Linked DNA regions of Mus musculus: region 2 is linked to region 1. Evidence: chromatin contacts called from public Hi-C data. All regions are on one chromosome and are shown on one strand. Each heading gives the region's core, a stretch centred on a gene start, on an enhancer-like site or on the middle of the called end of the contact. The rest is flanking DNA. Distances are from core to core; before and after follow the strand shown.

Region 1 (2,700 bases), core at 130-2,629:
ATGTTCTAAAACTAGAATGACCCATAATCAAAAGAGAGGATACTTGAAATTTAAAACATTAGGTCATTCATGTTAACGTTCTAGATGTCTCATAATTGTGAGTGTTTAAAGCTAGTCTGCTTATGAAATCCCTAGTTATTCTCATGCAGGGCTCTACTCAGACCAACAGAAAATATCCAGACAGTAGCTAGTACTTAAAAGGGTGATGGTTTAGCTGCTGGAATAAACCCTAGACTACAGACCCAAAATAGGCAGGAGACTTTGAGAGAACTTTAACCTTTCTTCCTTGTCTTTGCCATTTGTTAATGATTAAAAACTGTGGAAAATCAGTTAATCTCCTTTTCTATATCTAAAAAGTAATGCCAAGCCAGGCATGGTGCCACACAGCTTTAATCTAGCACTCTGGAGGCAGAGGCAGGCATGTCTCTATGAGTTTGAGGCCAGCCTCTACTACATAATGAGTATGTAGCTCAGGACAGCCAGAGCTACATAGTGAGACCCTATCTCAAAAAAACAAAAGTAGAAAGGGATGCCAGTGTCTCTCCTGTTTGTTAGTGTGAAAACGTGTTGCAAAATGTGCTAAGTGTACACAATGCGGGGTTTGTTGATGGTGGTGGTTTTGGGGTGTGTGTGTGTGTGTGTTTCCTTTGATACAAGATCTCATGTAGCCCATATCGGCCTTGAGCTCAGTATCTAGTTAAGCCCCAGATAAATCTGTCATTGAATTCATAATTCTCCTGCCTCTATCTCCCAAGAGCTTAAATTACAGATATAGCCTACCATACCTGTTCCTCCGAGATATTATTAAAACCATGAAACTTCATACTTTTAGAAAAAGAAATCCCAGGGTTGGCAAGATGGATCAGAGGGCACAGCCGCTTGACACTTAGCCTAACAGCCTGGGTTGGATCCTCAGAACCATGGTAGAAAGAAAAGAACAAAGTCTGCAAGCTGTCCTATGACCTATGACATGAGTGTGCACACACATGCACACACACACACACACACACATGCTAACTAAATAAACGTAAAAGAACAAAAAGAGAGTCCCAGAAACAAAATTCAGTCTTACATATGATTTTTTGATGCCAGGCTGGGAGATTGGCTTTGGAATCTTCTAATCTTCTAATCTTCTGGTGATATGGGGGCAAGAATTAGACACTGTTACATTCTGTCAAAACACTTTTAATGCTAGTGATAAAGTTTTTTTTTTTTTTATGGTAAACAGCCCTCTTACTATCTATTTTAGATAAGCTAAGATACTGGCAGCTGAGTGATCGAGCTTTCTAAATGATAGCTGTTAGAAGCATCTCTGATCCTCCTTGTTCCCTGGCCGAATTGAACAAAGCCCTGTTGTCCAGCAGCCAGCTGGACCGCGATCATGCCAACAGCAGCTGCTTTGAACACCGCACAGGCGACTTCAGGACAGATGCCTTCACTACAGTCAGAGCTGCGTCCTCTTGAAGGCCAGCTCTAACTTCAGAAGGCACCAAGGCTGGGCAGGCCACAACTATTTCAAACTGTTTAGACCAGACTGTGTGCCATGACATGCCACCATGAATTCTAGATGACCCCACTCACCATTGAGATCTTTTCACCCAGACTATAGCTGGAGGACCTCACTTGGTGGCCCAGCAAAAGGCCCGTAACTGGTATGAGGGAGGGACTGTTGTGATTGGCTGGTGTCGGGGACTGGGTTGTAGCTGAAGCTTACACTGTCTTCCTTTGTTGTGATTGGTGCAGATGACTTTGACACACACACACACACACACACACACACTCTGGTTCTCTAAGCAGGCTGGCTAGATGCTTTGTGAGCAATCCAGAGGATACTCTCCTATCCTGGCCCCTGGTATGGCAATATCAGACCCAATAAAAAGCTTAGCCTGCATCTGGAGAACTGTCTCAGCTAAGAGCACTTTTTGCATCTTCAGAGCATTGGGCTCCTAACATCCACATTAGGCAATTCACATCGATCTGAAACTCCAGCTTTAGAAGGATCTGCTGCTTCTGGCTTCTTTTGGGCATGTGAACTCAGTGAACATGCCCACGTGCAGACACATATAGCAATACATAGTTTTAAAGCAATAAAAAATAAATCTCTAAATTATAAAAAAAAAAAAGTAAAAAGCATAGCTTGAGAGGTCAAAGAATGGTAAGGTTTACTGTAGCCAGAGGGGAGAGCAGAGCCACAGGTATGGACAGAGGCAGAGGTAGGTATCTGGAAGAGTCCAGAGTGAATATGGTCAGGCGGAGCTGGGCCAAGTGAAGAGAGACAGGGAGGTAGAGCAAGAGATGATCCCCTGACCAAGAGGAGATGCCTGGGCCAAAAGACTGGCTAAAAGAGCAAAGGGAACAGGTAACCAAAATGGCTCCGTTACATAGTGACCAGAGAAGGGGGGGCTCAGTACAGTCCCTGGGCTGGAGAAGTTTAGGGGGAAGTGGGAGATGCCAACCAGAAGTCCCTACTTGTACCTAGTAGGGACTGAGGGATGCTGGAAGAACCTGGGGACAGCATCAGCTTTGGTGTGTCAATAGGCAACTCAGTCTGCTGGAATAGAAGTGCCTAATACTGGCTGTGAGATCTAAAGATGAACAACTATGGGCTCTGGTCACCAGAAGGCCTGCAGTTGGGAATTGAGATAACCTAGGCACAAGAGTGCTAATACTGGTGACCCCGGTGCTGTGCGCTCCAGCAGG
Region 2 (2,700 bases), core at 158-2,657, 50 kb after region 1:
ACAGAGAAACCAAGAAAATAAAAAAATTAAAAATGAGGTGAGAGACGAGCCCGTGAACGTGCTCCAGGCCACCCTGGTCTCAAAGCAAGAGCCTGTCTCAAGAACCAAAGCCTGGCCAGGTATGGCTAGGTGGCCATACCTATAATCTGAGCTCTCAGGGAGCAGAGGTTCAGAACTTCCAGGTCAGTCCAGGCTCCAGGATTTTCTGTTCCGGGAATAAAACAAACCCAGCCAAACCAAAACAACAACAAACAAACAATCAAACACCCACGGGGAAAAAAAAGAAACCAAAACAAAGCCCAAACAAGCCCAACAGCCACCCAGTAATTGTTTCTTGTGAGATGTGGAAGTAATTTGTTTGTTTGTTTTAAATCGATGTTGGTGAGTTTACAGTGAAGAAAGGACAGTCTGGGCATGGGGCCCATGCCTTTAATTCCTTCACTTGGAAGACAGAGACAGATGGAACTCTTGTGAGTTCAAAGCCAGCCTGGTCTACAGAAGAATTTCTAGGATAGCCAAGGGTATATAATAGAGAGACCCTGTCTCAAAAACAGAACAAAAAAAAAAAAAAAAAAAAAAAAAGAAAGGACAGAACAACAAATTCTCTGCTTTCACAGACAAAGCAGGAAGCAGAAGGAGAGCGGGGAGCATTTTATGGTGTTGACTTGAGGACAGTTTTAATGTGAAAATTAGAATATAAATTTAATACTATATAGTATTAGAATTCCGTTTCTTTCGGTTCTCCAGAATTTGGCTAAACCGAATTATGTCGAAGATGTGTGCACACACACCCCACAACACAGGGTACTGGAAAGGGGTGGGATGCAAAACAGATACAAGAGGAAGAGTCCAGAGCTTAAGAGAAACGCCATCATACACACACACACAGACACAGACACACACACACAGACACACACACAGACACACACACACAGACACACACACACACACACACACACACACACACACACACACACACACACACACAAGCGCGAGTGAGGCTGGGGAGAGGTAGCATATAAGAAAAAAGATGCTAGAGTCGAGGAAGAGTCCAGACCTCAGAAAGTGACAAGCTCAGAGGCAGCGCGAGACTCCATAGGAGTGAGCTTACGGGAACCGCCTGGCCTCTTGCCTGCCAGCACCAAAGGCACTGTGGCCACAGGCCAGGCGGGTGGCCCGGGAGGAGGTGGGACAAGTTTCTCCACTCGGGGCGCGACAGCGCTCGAGACACGGGCGGGGCGCGTCGCCCGCTCCCGACAGGGCGTTGGGGCCGGTGACTCAGAGCTTTCCTCCCGGCCCCGCCCTCAGACGACCACGCCCCACCTCGTTAGCCACGCCCCGCCCCGTTGGCCACGCCCCATGAGGAGGAGCCTCGCCTTCATCTCCGCCCCAGTCTCGGGGCGGGCCGGAGTCTGAGGAAGAGGAAGGGGACGAGGACAACGAGCGACGGGCGGCGGAGGACGCGGAGGAGGAAGGGGAGGCCGACCAACAAGATGGCCCCTGCTGCAGGAGCAGCCTCAGCAGCAGCAGGTGGGGGGCTGGAGGCGGCGCTGGCGGTGGCGGCTACGGCCGTGGTCCGGCGGCCTGGGACAGAGTCAGAGTCGATGGTGGCAGCGGCGGCGGCGGCGGCTGCCGCGACGGTGGCGACGGCCGCAGGGACTCGGAGCTGAGAGGAGCTGCTGCTCGGACCAGAGCGGTGAGCAAGTGGCGGTCGGCAGTGTGGGGAGCGGGGCGGCCGCGGCCGAGAACAATAGGCAGCGACTGCGGGGATGGGGCTGTCCTCACCCGCCCTGCGCTCGGGACCGGCCCCAGGGCTTGTCAGTGGCCGGCGTCCTTTAGGCCTCAGGCCTCCGCGTGCCTCCCGGAGGGCCTGCCGGGGTAGGTAGGCCGAGGGGCGGTGCGGACGCCGCCCTGGACGCCGGGAAGGCTGGGGAGGCTGGGGCGGGAGCGGGGGGTTGGGGGGGTCCGAGGCTGACTGGTTCCGAGGTCCCTCGGAGGACAGCGGGCGGGCGGTGAGTTTGCTCGCAGGAAATGTTGTTTGGACCCCTGTCTGTGCGGTGGGGGAGGGAGTAGGCGCCTGTAAACAGCCGCCGCTCCTGCCTAGCTGCCAGGCGTGGCTGCTCCCTCCCCAGCCCCCTTCCTCCCTTGGCCAAGTGGGTTTTAGGGTGTCGGTTTCCCAGGAGTTCCTGGAGATAAACCCTATTGGCCAAGACGAAACCATGTGCAGGTGCCTTTTTCAAAAAGACTATAAGTGTACAACAACAAAAACACACAAAATGTGGTTGTTGGTAAAGGATGGAGTAGTAAGGGGTGGACCTTTCCTAACAAGGTTCTAAACATCAGGTCTCTGTAAACACCACGGTACTCACATCCCAGGTCCGAGGGAGCTAGCCGAAACAAGGGCTCTTTTTGAAGCAGCAATAATGTAACTCTTGACATCCCAGAATAGTCCGTGAAACTGGAAACAAAGCCACTTATTGGCAGCACGGAGACAGATTGTTAAGGTTTGAGCGGAACTTTTCTAACTAGCCATTTTGAATTGTGTACAGCAGAGGCGATATCATTAACCTCTTTGGTATCTGCTGGAAGCACTTAGGACAGAGAAGTGGTTCATCTGTCTCCCTTAGGAGTTCATGTGTCTGTCTCATATTCTAATCATTTTTTTTCCAGTTTGTCCCAAAATTTGGAGAAGATTCTTTT

The links. Hi-C and Micro-C count contacts between places; a contact is called where the count stands out from the background.
Region 2: a Hi-C map of liver shows a contact between it and region 1, with 2.4 times the contacts expected there. The contact joins the promoter of Rc3h1 here to the enhancer-like site in region 1. A contact is called at or near these places in 2 of 39 promoter capture datasets (liver and pre-B cells), 12 of 484 Hi-C or Micro-C datasets (the HL-1 cell line, the NIH/3T3 cell line, bone marrow-derived macrophages and 7 more) and 7 of 115 datasets of contacts at active chromatin or transcription factors (effector CD8 T cells, embryonic stem cells, epiblast stem cells and 3 more).

The regions. Positions count from the first base shown.
Region 1 is chr1:160,854,707-160,857,406 of GRCm38.p6, forward strand. No RefSeq gene overlaps it. Among named protein-coding and RNA genes, the nearest start is that of Gm24988, 20 kb to the right of the region's middle. Within about 2 kb of position 1,380, at least 28 of the 459 cell types and tissues checked have an H3K27ac peak or open chromatin away from gene starts, as enhancers often do. A contact at or near this core is called in liver and myocytes, where this site is marked.
Region 2 is chr1:160,905,004-160,907,703 of GRCm38.p6, forward strand. It overlaps Rc3h1 (RING CCCH (C3H) domains 1), which reads left to right and starts at 1,408. Exons shown (of 20, transcript NM_001024952.2): 1 at 1,408-1,696.